Regions from separate parts of the Mus musculus genome. Here all the other regions are linked to region 1. The links are chromatin contacts, called in public HiChIP or PLAC-seq and promoter capture Hi-C maps. All regions are on one chromosome and are shown on one strand. The core of a region is the stretch at or near the end of the contact, and the rest is flanking DNA. Distances in the headings are between cores, read along the strand shown. Region 1 holds the start of Ptprf (protein tyrosine phosphatase, receptor type, F). Region 2 holds the start of Tmem125 (transmembrane protein 125). Region 3 overlaps St3gal3 (ST3 beta-galactoside alpha-2,3-sialyltransferase 3). Region 4 holds the start of Tie1 (tyrosine kinase with immunoglobulin-like and EGF-like domains 1). Region 5 holds the start of Elovl1 (elongation of very long chain fatty acids (FEN1/Elo2, SUR4/Elo3, yeast)-like 1).

Region 1 (2,887 bases), core at 176-2,675:
CCTGGCTGCTCTCAGGGTGGTCCTCCCTCCCATTCCACAGCTACTGGCAGGTAGAGCTCCCACCCCACCTGCTCCAACTCAGGGGCCCTGCAGAGGGAGGGGGAGAAATGGGGAGAAGGGCTAGCCCCTCCCCCTCCCGGGGTAAGAAGAACCAGAGGGGCCGCATTCCGGAGACGTGGGGGAGGGGGCCTGACAGAGGGGGATTCAGAGACACCAAGCAGAGAGACACCTAAGGAGGGAGCTACAGAGACATGGAGGCACAGAGGCCCGGGGAGAGGGAACAGGGAGACCCGGGGAGAAGGAACACGGAGACTCGGGGAGAGGGAACATGGAAACCTGGGAGAGGGAACAGGGAGACCTGAAGAAAGGGAACACGGAGACCTGGGGAAAGAGGACAGGAAGACCAGGGAGAAAGAACCCGATACTCGGGGAGAGAAACAGAGACTGGAAAGGGAGAGAAACCCACGGCTGGACAAGCTGAGACCGCAGGGAGGAAGATCGGGAGGCAGTGAGCGACACAGGGAGCCGGAGACACCTAGGGAAACCGAGAAAGGCGCCGAGACGAAAACCCGGGCGCAGAGACTGGGGACCAGGCACACCCGAACGGGACGGGACGGGGCGGGACGCCGGGAGGCGACTGAGTGAACTTTCGGAGCGGGTCCGAGCGCACCCGTCCTCCCGGGACGAGCCGCTCTGGGGCCTCGAGGGCGCCGCTCGAGGTGGGGGTTGGGACCGCCCGGCCGGCCCCTCCCCGGGCCGCGCTCCGTACGGAGACCAGGGAAGGGGGGCTCGCAACTCACGCCCCGCTCGTCCCGGGGCCGCACGTGCGCCCGGTTGCCCGCGAGACCCGGCGTCGGCTGCGGCTCTTCCGCCGGCGGGGAGGGGGCGCCGTGGGACGGGGGAGGCGGCCTGGACCCGCCCGGGGCCGGCGGGGGAGGCTGAAGGCCGCCCCCGGAGCGCGACCGCGGCGGATGGGGAACCGGGCGCCCACCGGCGCGGGGAAACTTTGCACGGGGGGTGCGGGCTGCGGCTCAGGTGCGGCGGGGGCTCGGACGAGATCGCGGGCGCGGCAGGTGGGGGCGCGGCCCGGCCTCCGGGCGCCCCCGGGCCCGCCCCCGGCTCAGCTCCACGGACGCGGGGGCAGGGTGGGGATGGCGCGGAAGGGCCGCGCATCGAGGGGCCCGAAGGGGGCTCGGGGGGTCACTCACCGCCTCTCCGGGGGCCGTCGGTCTGCATGTCCCCCCTCGAGCCGCTGAGGCCGCCGTTCTCAGTCCGCCGCTGCCGCCGCCGTCGCCCGCTCCCGCCACCGCCACCTCCACCGCCGCCCGAGCAGGAGCCGGAGCCGGAGCCGGAGCTGGAGCCGGAGCCGCCGCCTCTGCCGCCGCCGCCGCCACCGCTCCCGCGCCAGCTCCAGCCGCGCGCGCCCGCCCGCCCGCGCCCGCGTCCCTGCCCCTGCCGTGCGCGTCCCCGGCGCCGCCCCTCCCCTCGTGCACTCTCGCTTGTAGAGGAGTGGAGCTGTAGGCCCAACGAGGCTGCAGACCAACCCCAAGTCTAAACCGCCTGGAACATCAAAATTGAGCTTAAACCTCAGGAACGAGCGTGGATAGAACCAAACTTAGACACAAAAGTCCAGACCCTCCCAAATCCTCACATGTACGTAATACTTCTCTAGGGTCCCCTGCCGCCAATCCAACCCAGAACCACCTTTAAACCTAATGTTGAGTCCAGACCCTAAAATTTGCCTAGCAATCAGAAAAAGTAGTAATTTTTTTTTTAACTGAACGCCTATAGTGTATGGACTCCAATTACAGATTCGAACACTAAATGGCTTCATTTCTTCTACCTGGCCTAAGTTTGATATTGATAGCAGCCCCAACCCTTGGTCTGAATGGAGTCCGGTATAGATATTGAGACCCTTATACAGAAGAAAATACTATGCTAAGGCAGCTGCCTCACACCGGAGCCCAGTGCTTTCATGTGTTCTAGTCTCTGCTTTATTTCTATCCCAGACAAGAACATTTCCCTGCTGGGATTCTTGATTTTTAAAGAAGATTTTTATTTATATATGTATTTGTGTGTGTACGCCAGTGTGTGTGTGTGCTTGTATATGCATATTCACCGTGTGGTGTTACAGGAGGGTGTGAGGAACCCAGTGTGGGTGCCGGGAACCAGACCCAAGTCCTCTGCTCTTGATTGCTGAACACTCCAACGCTGAAACTCTCAATTCCAATAGAAAAATTGGAACTGGGTCACCAGAGGAGTTGGGGAACACACCCTAATACAGACACTGATCTCAATACCTCTCCCATCTTGGTGATCTTTTAGTATAATAATCTGATCCAACTCTAATAATTGTGCAACCTGAGATGGGACTGGCTTTACAGAAACTCCACACGGACCTTTATCTCTACACCGCTCTTCCCCTGTGCTCTGATCTGAGGTCAACCCCACCCAGAGGCTAACCAATATCCCAACATCTACACTAATTCTAGCAGATATGAATGATCCCCGGTCTCAAGATCTGTTCAGTATACGCCTTAGCATTGAATTCCAGACTCCTTGTCCACAGCCACACCACCCTGAAACCATCCACTTGCATTTGAACTTCACTGACCTCATGTCAAATTCAAATGCACGTGCCACCGTGTCCAGTGTGTGCAGTGCTAGGGACTAAACCAATAACCTGCTTGAAGATTTATATTCCAAGCTGTGATTATAGGGACTTGGTGATCTCCAAACAAGAGCCAGCCTTGGCATCAAAGCCTTCAGGCTCCTCACGTGAAACTATCACTTAGAAAGTCATCAAGGTCACGCCAGCCATTTTCTGTTCCCAATCCCACACCACGAGGCTTCACCATTAAGACAAGAGGTGAGACCCTTCTGGCCT
Region 2 (2,887 bases), core at 135-2,634, 250 kb after region 1:
CTTCTTAGTCCAGGCTATGGTTACCCTCACCTGCAGGACAGGATCACAAGTTATTTCCCACCCATCTGGCCCTATAGCCTCATCTGGGAGTCTCAGGGAAGGGCCCCAAGAATCTTCCCCGGGGTCCTCAGGACCTATTCCCAAGAGCTACAACCCTAGCACTGCACCTTGCCAAAGCACCTCCCCTGACCCCAACAGAGTTCCCTCCACCACAGAGCTCCCCTTCCCCTTCAGAGAATCCCCTTGCCCAGCTCCTGACCTCTCACACAGGCTGTCTCGGTGGCCTGTTCCATCCAGGCTGTCGGAGGAAGCTGGTGGTGCCACAGTGGATGACAGGACAAACTGTCAGAGATAATGCCTCATTCAGGATCAGACTCACATGGCCTCAGCTGTCACTGCTGGGTCCTGGGTGGGGGAAGCTATGGGAAAGGGAGGCTGGTGACTTAACCCTTCTGGAACCAGCAGGCTGAGCCTGACCCTTCTCTCATAGGGCTGTACCCTTCCTTCTCTGTGGGTCAGGATCTGACCCCTAACACCGTTCTTCCTCTAGTTCCACCCTATCTCCGTCAGGCAAAAGAAGACGCATGCTCCAAGTCTCTCCTTCCAGTGCTGGTCGTCTCTGATGCAACAGGGCCCAACCCAAATTCCTCATCTTACCCTGAACCTGTTCCTCCTGTGTTCCTTTCTCAAGATGCTGTTACCACCCACCCTCCCTCTCGGCCCACTCCGGGGGCTCCTCAGCGCCTTCTGCTTTTGCCAATCCATGGCCCCAGGGGCTGTCTCTTGCCTCTAAACATATCTCTATCCAGTCCTGTTCTCGGCGCTCATCCAGAACCTGCCTGCTCCCCACGGGTCCATCCCCTGCTAAACGGCTCCACGTGTTCTCTAAGGCAGCAAAAGGAGGACTCAGGATTTGAACCGCAGCCTAGTCCTTCCCATCGTGGGAATGTGGGGAGGGATCTAACAGTGTTACTCATTTAACCTGTTCCCTACAAGACAGGCGGCATGACTCACATCAGGTAAAAATAAAGCTAGCACTGCCGGCAAGGAACCCAACTTCCGGCAGCAGGAGAGACCGATCCTGTAGGTGTCAGCTGCGAGTCCAGGAGGGACGGGAGTGGGGCAGGGAAGCCCCAGCTCACCTCTTAGAGGCTTTTTCTGAAAAGTGAGGACAGAGAAGTTAATTCTGAGGAGTGGGAGAAGTCATCTAACATACTCCTTTTAGACTTCCCACGGGGCAAAGGAGCTCAAAACATACTTTTTTGAGCCAGAGAGACTCGGGGTGAATCAGAACCCACATGGACCACACTGCCGAGACCACGTTTTTACTCCAACGAGACAGAGTAGGGGACCGCTCTGCCCTTTGCAGAGAGGTTGCCTGGCACGCAAGGTGGGTGGGGTAAATGCCCACGCCCCAAGGGTGGTTGGGGGAGGGACCGTGGGCGGAGTCTGTCCCAGCATTCCTCAGGACTGTGGCTTGCTCATCTGAAGGTGCTGACACCGTCTATTGGGGAACGACCCCAGCGTGGGTGGAGGTTCCCGGTAGTAGAACCCGTGAAAAAGGTGGGGGTGGGGCGTATGGGGCACTCACGGGACGCCTGGCTGTGCTGAATCCGATTTGAGCAGGCAGGACCCAGCAGGTTGGGCGCTCTAGGTCTGTTTCCGGGGAGACGCTTCACCTGCCTAACCTGCACCCAGGTGAGCTGGAAGGAGGGGGGGATTAACAGGTGCTGTTTCCAGGGCAGGGCCTGAGCCAATTGGCTGACGTGGCCCTGCGACTTCAGTGGGGCTGAGACATTCCTGGGAAGGGAGGGGCTTCTGTCCGCTGCTGGTAGGTCTGAAACACAATATGCAGATTGGGTCAGCAGGAGGAAAGAATGCTGGCCCTCTGCCCCAGTCTGAGCCCTAGCCCACCCCACAACTCCAACTTAATTTTACCTTCAGCCCCTCCCCGAAGATCTACAGCCAGGCCTGCAATCTTTGCACCCTGAGAGGCTGAGGCAGGAGGAGAGCCAGTAGGAGGTTCCAACTGGCCTGAAACCTCCTCATTCCAGCTGATTCTGGACTTTAGTTCTGAATCCCACTGTATCCTCAGCCCCAGCGTCCAGCATCAGCGATACCCCAAACCTAGCTCCAGCTCTGTCTTAGGCTTTCCCCCAATAAGCCCTTTGTTTATTTTCCTTGAGGCCTCAAGTGAGTGGCAGGATTAGCCTGCCCCATGAGTGGGTAGAGGCCTTTCAGGTAGACAGCTGGAGCTGGACAGTTGGATAAGTTTCACAACTCTTGACAAGGCAAAAGAAGCCCTTGCCCTTCAGCTGGACTGTCCCCCACCTACCTCCGGCCTCTCTCTGGCCGAGTCTGGCCAACTTGAATCATTGAGCTGAAATGCCTTGGCTGATCTGGCTGATCCGACTGCACTCACGACCCGTGTTTCTTCCATATTCATTCGCAACAGATCTTTAGTTAGTTAGCTTTCACCCCTGACCCAGAGGTGTATCCCCAGCCACTGCAGGGATAAGTACTAGTTTACTAACCACCATGACCTCAGCAGCCAGCGGTAGCCTGTACGCGTAGGGTAATCGATAAATGTTTGTTGAGTGGCTGGCTAAATAAAAGTGTGAACTGACTGACGGTGTGACTATTTTGACCTTTGAGCTTTTGGGATGAAACCAGAAGGACAAGTTGGGCCCAGGCTGTGTGGTCCTGGAGGGCCTCAGGGATGCATTTGGACAATGCTGGGTGTCCACAGGGGTGTTCAAGGTGGAACCGGGATATGGTTCAGGGCTCTGCTTCTAATCAGCAAGTCTGGGTCCTAGACACCATGCCCCAAGTGGGCAGAGGGTGACTGGTTGGAGAATGTACAGTTTGTCCCACATCTTCTGTCCTA
Region 3 (2,887 bases), core at 246-2,745, 230 kb before region 1:
AGTGAATGAAACCCTGGCTGTGCAGTGTGAGGAGTGGAGCGCTGAGCCCCAGCAGGCCTGTGAAAATGCAGGTGGGTGCAATCGATGCCCAGTGTCATCCCAGAGTGCAGGAGACAGAGCTGGGGAACCGGCCAGGGCAAGCGGGGCAGCTAGACAGTGAGCTCAGAGCTCGGCACAAGACCCTGCTTCAAAATACAAAGTGTAGGTCAAGGAAGACACTTGATGTCAACCTTAGCCCTGCGCACAAACACACATACACACACACACACCCAGATGCAAAAAAATAATAAAATTTTAAGTACCTGATTTTCACTGGTTGACATTTTTCCAATTGTAATTTACTTTCTTCTCACTCATAAGCAATCCTGATCTAATAATCTGTTTTTGAAATTTTTTGATCCACATATTAAAAAAAGCTAGACCTTACTTGAATAACTAAAGAGCAGTAATTGCTGGTAGTGGCTGCCTTTGGTGGCAAGACTCTACAAAATGTCCACAGTGAACATGTGTTATTTGCATCAAGTGGGTGGGGGTGGGGCCGGGTACTGGCGCTCACTGGAGTCCCAGCTATTTGAGCTGAGGTGGGAGAGTTTTACTTGGGACCAGAAATGAGTGTGTGTGTGTGTGTGTGTGTGTGTGTATGTGTGTGTGTGTGTGTGTGAGAGAGAGAGAGAGAGAGAGAGAGAGAGAGAGAGAGAGAGAGAGAAGTGGGGTGAGAGGGGAGGAGGAAGGGGAGAAGAAAAAGATTAAAAATAACTGCTCCAGCGCACACTGGCTGGTATTGGAGCCAAGGCACGGCAGGTTCCAGATCTCTTCCATTGTTTGTGGTGAGGGTTGTTCGGCTTTTCAGTTACTGGGGCCATCCTGAGAGCTCAGAGCAGTTACATCAACTCCTGGACAACCCAATTTCACTTCTCTTCTTTTCTTCTTCCTTCCTTCCCACAGTTTGTTCCTCGGTCCCAGGGATGGAGCCCAGGGCTTTGCACAGGCTAGGCAGCATTCCCTCATCAGCTCTAGGCCCCTTGCCGCAAGCATTACCAAGCACCAATGCTCAGTAAGAGAGGTCTCTGCCTCGCAGGCCAGGAAGACGGACAAGGTACAGGTAAAGAGTGATCGATGAGGGTCTTGGGAGGGAAGCCTGGAGGGGAAGGTCGCCGTCTCCTGGGAAGCTGAGTCTCTGCAATGGTCGCTGTGCTCAGGGAGCATGCGTTTTCAGAGTTGAGATGTCATGAACAGGGGGTGAGTGACATATTCATGCTCTGTGTAAGTTCAAATAAATTTTGTTTTCAGTCTTAAAGGCATAGACCAGTTTGGTGATTCATTATTTGTGTTTATTCTAAAGGATGTAAGATTATTTTAGTTATAAACCATGATGACAGCTTACGGGAAAACTTAGCATTCAACAAAAAGAGACGTTTGCTTTGCAAGCAACAGAGCAAGAATCCAGATTTCTCCCTCTGAAGCTAACAAATAAGTCATTTTTACTTGAGCGTTCCAGGCTCCAGCTGTTCCTGGCTCCTAGGCCAGAGGCGGGCGGCCATGTGGTGTGTTGCACAAATGACCAAACAGAATCCCAGACCAAAGCATGACAGAGCTCGCTGCACAATGAGGAAAGCTAGAATTTACTGGAAGCTTTTTATTACGGTCAGATGTTTCCTGTGTCTGGTTTCTGAAGCAGAATGTGGAGACTACGGAGGGGTAGGGAAGAGAATGCAGCCCATAGTCTTAGGTTTTGCCCAGGCTTTGAAAGCCCCAGGCATGTGTGAATGAGCTGCACTCTGGGGTGCCGCCTGCCTGCTACCCTATATGTTCCACATCTAGATCTTCTGCTATCCACCCCGTGCGAGCTTCAGGAGTGGGAGAATGAGGAGCAAACAGACTGTTCCCAAGCAAACAGGTAGAATTCAAACACGTAAACTAACATGTCCCTGTGATAAGACAGAAAAAAAGAGAGATTCCGCTGCTCCTTAATACAGAAAATACTATATCCTGCACACCACAGTAACAACAACAGAGACACGCAGAGTAAGAACGTGAGTGTTCCTGTCCTCAAGAAAGTCACGTTAGTGGGCGAGGGGTGAAATGCCAAGTATGTAAAATGAAGGAAGCCATTTCTCACAGGGGTGGTTGATTGATATGACACAACGTTAAAAGGCCAAGGGGGAGGAGGAAGAACAGACATGACCCATGGCGTGTTAGGGCATGGGGACGGTGACCTGAAGACAGGAGCCATCAGAAGCAAAGGCTAGAAGGGAGTTCTCGGCTGAGGGAGGGCACGCCCCAGAACCTCCTGCACTTAGGGTCAGAGTGGGCCTGACTGCTGCAGTGGAGAAAGCAGGAAGGTGGGAAGTGTTCTAAGAAAGAACCGGCCACATCTGCCTGAGGCTGTGGAGAGACGGCTATGTCCTGCGCCACAGCAGAATTTTTCTATTTAAAAACAATTTTCATGTGTTCGAGTATTTTTAAGATTTATTTATTTTTATTTAATGTATGAATGTTTTCCTTCCATGAGCACCACGTGAGTTCCTGTTCCCCAGGGATGCCAGGAGAAGGTAACAGATCCCTTGGAACTGGATATAGCCGGTTGGTTGTGAGGCAACACGTGGGAGCTAGGAACTGAACCTGGGTCCTCTGAAAGAGCAGCAAGTGCTCTAACTACTGAGCCATCTCTTCAGCCCATGTATGGGTGTCTTGCTTGAGTACAAGTCTGTGCACCACTTGTGTGCCTGGTACCCACGGAGGCCAGAAAAGACAGTTGGGTCTCCTGGGATTGAGAGTCGCAGATGTTTATAAGCTGACACATGGGTGCAGGGAATCAAAGCCAGATCCTCTAGCAAAGCAGTCAGTGCTCTTAACCACTGAGACAACTCTCCAGGCCCCACGAAGC
Region 4 (2,887 bases), core at 243-2,742, 200 kb after region 1:
AGAAATCCGCCTGCCTTTGCTGCCCAAGTGCTAGGATTAAAGGCGTGCACTACCACTGCCTGGCCTACAGTTTTTTCTTATGGGCTTCCATACCTCCCAAGCTTGCACTTGCTACTCTGTTGACTACCTCTCTTAGGGAAACCCTTCATGACTTTTCTGGTCCTGTGGCAGAGTAAGCTGACTCTCTTCTCAGTGCTTCTCAAAAGCTCTTGATGTCTGCTTCTGTCTGGCCCTCATTCCTGGCCTGTGTTTCCCACCAGACAGAACCACTCAAAGGCAGCCTCTGACTTCTAGTTCTCTGGTCAGCAGACTGAAAGGACCTGCCACCAGCATTCAGAAGCTTCTCCATGCCCTCTGTACACACAGCTCCATTTAAACAACAAACGTATCAACCTTTGGGAGCCCAGCATCATTTAGTTGTCATATGATAGGTTTAGGTGTTGCCATATTCTCAACTAATGGAACATCATTGGTGCTAAATAAATTTTATTATTATTATTATTGTTATTATTTTGAGACTGGGTCTCTCTATGTAGTTCTGGCTGTCCTGGGACTTGCTATGTAGACCAGGCTGGCTTCGAACCTCAGAGATCTACCTGCTTTTGCCTCCTGAGTACTGGAGTTAAAGCCACCATGCTTGTCTGTCCAATGAATTATTGATTAAGCCCAACACAGTTACTCGTGAGGTCCAAGTTGATGGCTGACTTCTGCCCCTACTCACCTCTCCCCCCTCCAGGCAGTGATTCCTAGCACCTGCCTGAGTTTTCCCCACCCTGACCTCATTCTTGGTGGATCAAAATCGTCATGACGCTATGACGACGACGATGATGATGATGATGTCAGTTTCTGCTTGTCCCTGCAATTTTTAAGTTGTGTTAAAATACACATACCCTAGAATCTACCGTTAGAACCACTTGTAAACAGTCAATTCAGTGTTAATAAATGCATTCATAACCTCATGTGAACATCACCACCCATTTCCACAGCTCTTGTTTTTGTTTTTGACGTAAGGTCTCCATAAGTCTTTATGGGGCTAACATGGAGTCCTCTGTGTAGTCTAGGCTGGCCTTCCAAGTGCTGGGATTAAAGAAGTCCACCACCACACCCTAACTGAAATGCTACACTCATTAAACAATAACTCTCTATTTCCCTTCCCCCAACCCATGCTCACCACCATATTGTGAGGTCTATTGCTAGGCTAGGCTAGGGTTTCTTGGGGGTCGGGGGCTGGAATTAAGGCCTTGAAATCAAGAGTCAGGGAGGAGCTCTGCTCACTCCAGGGAAGACTTACCAACATGAGAGGCCAAGAAAAGAGTGGGGAGCAGCAAAGAGGATCCCCACCAGACCATACTCTGGAAGCTGCCCTGGGCCAGCCAAGGCCAGCTGGGCCCGGGGTCAGTTGCTGTGGGTCTGAGTGTTCAGCCTGTCCAGCTCAGTGCACCTCGGTGCTGGGGAGGAAGAGGAAATGATGGTTAGGGTAGGAGGGGTGGCAGGGAGAGAGGGTGGGAAGAGTTGTCGCCTGTAGTCCTCCCGTGTCCAGCCCCCACAAGCCCGGGATGGGTGTGGCCTGGAAGTCTCTGGAAGGGGGGGCATTAGAGGTGGGAGGCAGGTTGTGACAAGGACAGATCTGGGGATGGTTGGGCTCTCTCTCCCATCCCTTCGGTCCCTTCCATCTGCATTGCTGGAGCACGGGAGACAGGAAAGGGAGGAAGCCAGTGGCTTCCGCCTATTGAGAAGGTTTGGAGGCAGGACATTGTTCTGGGGTCTCCCCTCCTCCCAGCACACACACGCTGGGAGGAGGGGAGACACACACACACACACACACACAAATACAAAATGAGGCTCACGTGACTCTTTTTTTTTTCAAAAGTAAACAAGAAACGGTCTCTGTAAGGTTTTAATGCTCAGTTTTCACAAACACAAGTTTCTACCCAATTTTACAACACACGATAAAATGTCCTAGTCTGTAGACTGTGCATTAAGTGTTCACTTCGGTAGCACACACACTAGAATTTGCATTATTCAACTCTTCCTCATATTCTTTTCCAATCTTTTAAAATCACCAGGAGTTTCTACCTAAGTAATATTCTACTGTATTTACATTTGAGTTGCATGTCTTCCGAGATCGGGCGCGTTCAGAGTGGTATAGCCGTAGACGAGTTGCATGTCTTAAGAACAAACGGAAATCCATGATATTTTGGTTAACTCAGTGTATTTACAAAATGAAAAGCTCTATCAAAATACTTTTCACTGGAAAAATAAATAGAACAGGCATTGGATCTACCAAAGTTCATATTCACTTTGGCCGATGTCAGTGTGGGACAGTTCATGACAGCACAATTTACCCTGATTTCCCCAGAGCTGACCAGCTTCCAAGCTAACTGTTAAATTATTTTACTGAGATTTTATTATGTTGTTATCTGGTTCATTCCAGATCATTGTCAGCCAGGCTCTGAGCACTTACAGTTCTCTGACTAACGGTCGGAAGCTTGGTCAGGAGCATCTGGAACACTGGTGGTGGAAGAGTCTGCTGGAACACTTGCAGCAGCTGCGGAGGCAGCAATGGCATTTGTCAGGTGGTCCACACCCTTCTCGTAGTCACCTTGTGCTAATAACCCTTCACCAAGCTGTGTCTCTTCAAGGAAGAATTTCTGAACTGCTTCAGCGTCTTTTAAATCAGGAAACTTGGTGTATTAGTCAGGGTTCTCTAGAGTCACAGAACTTACGGACAGTCTCTAGATAGTAAAGGAATTTATTGATGACTTACAGTTGGCAGCCCAATTCCCAACAATGATTCAGTCGCAGCTGTGAATGGAAGTCCAAGGATCTAGCAGTTACTCAGTCTCACGCAGCAAGCAGGCAAAGGAACAAGAGCAAGAGCTAGACT
Region 5 (2,887 bases), core at 196-2,695, 140 kb after region 1:
TGCACATTCATCTAACAAGTCTTAATCACACATGCAAAACACCATCCCGAACGCTCCACTGGGAGCTTTTGGATCCACCACAGATGTTCACTGGAGAGAAAGCTGCTGACATTTGATGGCTGGAGTTCAGGCTATGGCTTGAGAATGACATTTCAGGGACATGGGGGTCTAGTATACAATGATACAGAAGCTGGGTTTGGAAGTAAATTCTCTGCTGGTTGTTTTTTTTTTTTTTTTTTTTTTTTTTTTGGTCAAGAGTAGGTGCTAACAGGTAAACAGGTAATCTAAAGAATGCTGAAAACTATACTCTGGCCTTCATCTCTTATCAATGCCTAGGTAACCAAATCCACCAATTATGAACCTATTATCCTTCCTAGCCACTGCCTCTTCTAAATTCCTCAACTCTCTGCCTACTTACATCATCCAGTTGTCCAAGCTGTAATTGAGTCTTTATAGGAAAGACAGATTTCATGCCATGCAATAGTTGGACTATCTGGTGCTGGGGTGGGTGGGTGGTGGTACTGAATTGACATCTAACTCCTCCCCCACCCCTACCCCTGCAACGTTGTCTGGCTTTCCCAACCCCATCTGTTACCTCTTCAGACCAGCTGTTTTCCTCTCACCTGGTCTCTCTAGTACCTTGTACCTGGGTTATAAGTTATGTTAGTGTGGGGAGCAGAGCTTAATGTGGTTTCGCTCACTGTAGATGGCCAGTAAATGTCTGACAGATGAGATGAGCTGCCTCAAAATTCTTGTTTTCTTCTGCTTCTAGAATAAGTCAGGCAGCCTCATTTGGCCTCCAAGATCTACTACATTGAACCACAGCCAATTTCACTTGCTACCCCCACCCCCACCCCCTTTCACTACCTTGAAGGCCAGTTTAGACAGTGATTCACAGTTCTTGCCTGGGGCCACTTGTATTCTCCCATCTCCGTTCCAGGAAATCCTCTCTGTGCCTCCTAAAGCTAGGACTCATCCAAGTTTATAGGCTCTGAGAAGCATGGTGGTGGCCGACTGCTGCCTCCCGCTAAAGCCTCCCGCCACCCCAATCAGCCCTTAGTAGGCACAGCTGGCCCTCCTCTTCCAGGAAAAGCCTTGAGGGAACGGTTGAACCCTGGAAATTTCCCGTAATCATAAGCCGCGACTGTCACAAAGCAGACAGGAGATGAGTGGGTCCTCATGCTGGACTGGACAGAGGACCACGAATGGGGCCATGCAGGCTGAACCTCAAGAAGAAGCTGGGTGCGGGCCAAGCCATAGTCATCGGCGGGACAGGCTGAGAGATGCGAAGGAAGGGGTGGAGAGCTGGGGCTGGGTGTGCTTCCTGCCCCGGGATCTGGCGACCCGCCCCTGCTCCCGCCCTGGCGGCCAGGCAGGCGCTGGACGGCCCCTCCTGCCTCGGCCAGCCGCCCAATCAGCAGGCGCCCCCCGCCCGGCCCGCCCCCTCCCCCTCTGGTGACAGAAAGTCGGCCCAGCAGATGAGGAAGTGGCCGGCAGGCGGCCCTGGGGACTTCTCTCCGGCCCTGATCCCTTTGAACCCTTCACTGCTGCCCGCCTGGTTTCCACTGGTGAGTGTGTACCTTCCATGGCTCCCCACGTGCCAGCGCCCCCTGCCTGGCTGGCCAGGCTAGCCCTGCCCTGCCTGCCTTGCCCTGCCCTGCCCAGGCTGTGGGCGAGGCTGTTCCTGGGGCGAGTGGGTGGGAGGTCCCAGGCACTGGGGCTGGGCCTGCCCACAGGATCCCTCCCCGGCACCTTGGCCCCTGACCCCCATTTGCTCACACCTAGTTCTTTTTCAGCACCTCCTGGCCTTCCACCCTTTGCCCACTCCTCTCTTTTCCCTTCCTGCCCCATGCCGGTGCCCTTTTTCTTTTCCATCCATCTTAAGGGAACTGGCTCTGTTTCACTGCGGGAGGGGGGTGGTGCGCACCCGGGTTTCCCTCAAACTTAGGGAGAGATCCTCAGAAGTCTGGACTCCCTCTTGCCCTCTGGGTCACTGTGTATCTCCCGGTGTTAAGTGGTGGTGAAGGGCGAGTGAATTGGAGGAGGTGGTTGAGGGAGGAGATAAGGAACTGGCAAGCTCACGTGTGTCAGAGCACATGCCTAAGTGCTAGGCCCCACTCCAACATAAGCCACCAACCAAAGTCTAACTGTAGGAAGAAATGAGTGTCACTCACCAGAGAGCTGTGTGTGCAGAAGGGAGGTGTGGGTGAAGATGTACCCATGCCTGGTCAGCTGTATGTCCCGCGGTTAATGCAATCCCTGACAGGTGTGAAGTTTAGGAGCCTGGCATGTCCGAGTCCAGTAGGGAGGCCTGTTTGGGTGATGTGGTCAACAAGATATGCCTGGACTGTGTGTGGATGTATGCTGGCTAGCTCCTGGCGCGGTATGCATGTCTCTGGGGGTGGTTGAGAGCGGTGTGATGAAGGTACATATTACTGTGTGAGAGCGTGGATGTGGATGGTAGAACTCAAGCCCCAAGGCTGGAGATTGATGGAGAGCAGCTGGAGCACTCCGCTTGTTGGGCAATTGCCGGAGTCCTCTGGGACAAAGTCCTAGGCTCTCCTGGGTCTAGGCTAAATTTTTGTATCCCTATAAACTTTCCCTTGGCATTCCTTCCAACTTTGAGGAGGAGGGGACCTAGCCCATGAGGCTCCCTCCCAGAAGAGGGAAAGATTCCTGAGACCTCCCCCACTCTCCCACCTCCTCACATACCACTGGTGTCCTCACCCCTCCCTGGTAGGGAAGGGTGATGCCCATTCTAAAGTAGGACAAACTAAGAATTCATGGCTGGTTTGGGAGAGAATGCTGGGTGTGGATTTTTTAGCAGTTCTGGCTTTGGCCAGACGTCCTGGCCAGAAGTTTCTGGAGAACCTACAAACTTATCTGG

Evidence for each region. Promoter capture Hi-C pulls out the DNA fragments that hold promoters and counts their contacts. HiChIP or PLAC-seq counts read pairs in DNA pulled down with a chosen protein or histone mark. Capture Hi-C pulls out chosen DNA fragments and counts their contacts.
Region 2: a contact with region 1 is called in a promoter capture Hi-C map of adipose tissue. The contact joins the promoter of Tmem125 here to the promoter of Ptprf in region 1. A contact is called at or near these places in 3 of 39 promoter capture datasets (the 3T3-L1 cell line, hippocampal neurons and liver), 1 of 484 Hi-C or Micro-C datasets (embryonic stem cells), 2 of 115 datasets of contacts at active chromatin or transcription factors (embryonic stem cells and pancreatic cancer cells) and 2 of 9 other capture datasets (adipose tissue and embryonic stem cells).
Region 3: a CTCF HiChIP or PLAC-seq map of the NIH/3T3 cell line shows a contact between it and region 1, with 7 read pairs. The contact joins the enhancer-like site here to the promoter of Ptprf in region 1. A contact is called at or near these places in 4 of 39 promoter capture datasets (hematopoietic stem and progenitor cells, hippocampal neurons, liver and 1 more), 1 of 15 datasets of contacts at CTCF or cohesin (the NIH/3T3 cell line), 1 of 484 Hi-C or Micro-C datasets (embryonic stem cells), 4 of 115 datasets of contacts at active chromatin or transcription factors (embryonic stem cells and pancreatic cancer cells) and 1 of 9 other capture datasets (adipose tissue).
Region 4: a promoter capture Hi-C map of liver shows a contact between it and region 1. The contact joins the promoter of Tie1 here to the promoter of Ptprf in region 1. A contact is called at or near these places in 4 of 39 promoter capture datasets (cranial neural crest, frontonasal cranial neural crest and liver), 1 of 115 datasets of contacts at active chromatin or transcription factors (embryonic stem cells) and 1 of 9 other capture datasets (liver).
Region 5: a CTCF HiChIP or PLAC-seq map of the NIH/3T3 cell line shows a contact between it and region 1, with 9 read pairs. The contact joins the promoter of Elovl1 here to the promoter of Ptprf in region 1. A contact is called at or near these places in 5 of 39 promoter capture datasets (the 3T3-L1 cell line, 3T3-L1-derived adipocytes, the HPC-7 cell line and 1 more), 1 of 15 datasets of contacts at CTCF or cohesin (the NIH/3T3 cell line), 5 of 484 Hi-C or Micro-C datasets (the N1E-115 cell line, embryonic fibroblasts, embryonic stem cells and 2 more), 2 of 115 datasets of contacts at active chromatin or transcription factors (embryonic stem cells and pancreatic cancer cells) and 3 of 9 other capture datasets (adipose tissue, liver and pancreatic islet).

The regions. Positions count from the first base shown.
Region 1 is chr4:118,289,972-118,292,858 of GRCm38.p6, forward strand. It overlaps Ptprf (protein tyrosine phosphatase, receptor type, F), which reads right to left and starts at 1,426. Exons shown (of 33, transcript NM_011213.2): 1 at 1,209-1,426.
Region 2 is chr4:118,542,342-118,545,228 of GRCm38.p6, forward strand. Tmem125 (transmembrane protein 125) reads right to left here and starts at 1,385. Exons shown (of 4, transcript NM_172383.3): 1 at 1,259-1,385; 2 at 1,015-1,158; 3 at 260-419; 4 at 1-30.
Region 3 is chr4:118,056,761-118,059,647 of GRCm38.p6, forward strand. The region is part of intron 2 of St3gal3 (ST3 beta-galactoside alpha-2,3-sialyltransferase 3); the gene reads right to left. Among named protein-coding and RNA genes, the nearest start is that of St3gal3, 77 kb to the right of the region's middle. Within about 2 kb of position 1,496, at least 44 of the 459 cell types and tissues checked have an H3K27ac peak or open chromatin away from gene starts, as enhancers often do. A contact at or near this core is called in the NIH/3T3 cell line, adipose tissue and pre-B cells, where this site is marked.
Region 4 is chr4:118,488,357-118,491,243 of GRCm38.p6, forward strand. Tie1 (tyrosine kinase with immunoglobulin-like and EGF-like domains 1) reads right to left here and starts at 1,493. Exons shown (of 23, transcript NM_011587.2): 1 at 1,292-1,493. The coding sequence starts at 1,349. It also overlaps the pseudogene Gm12859.
Region 5 is chr4:118,426,648-118,429,534 of GRCm38.p6, forward strand. Elovl1 (elongation of very long chain fatty acids (FEN1/Elo2, SUR4/Elo3, yeast)-like 1) reads left to right here and starts at 1,446. Exons shown (of 8, transcript NM_019422.3): 1 at 1,446-1,568.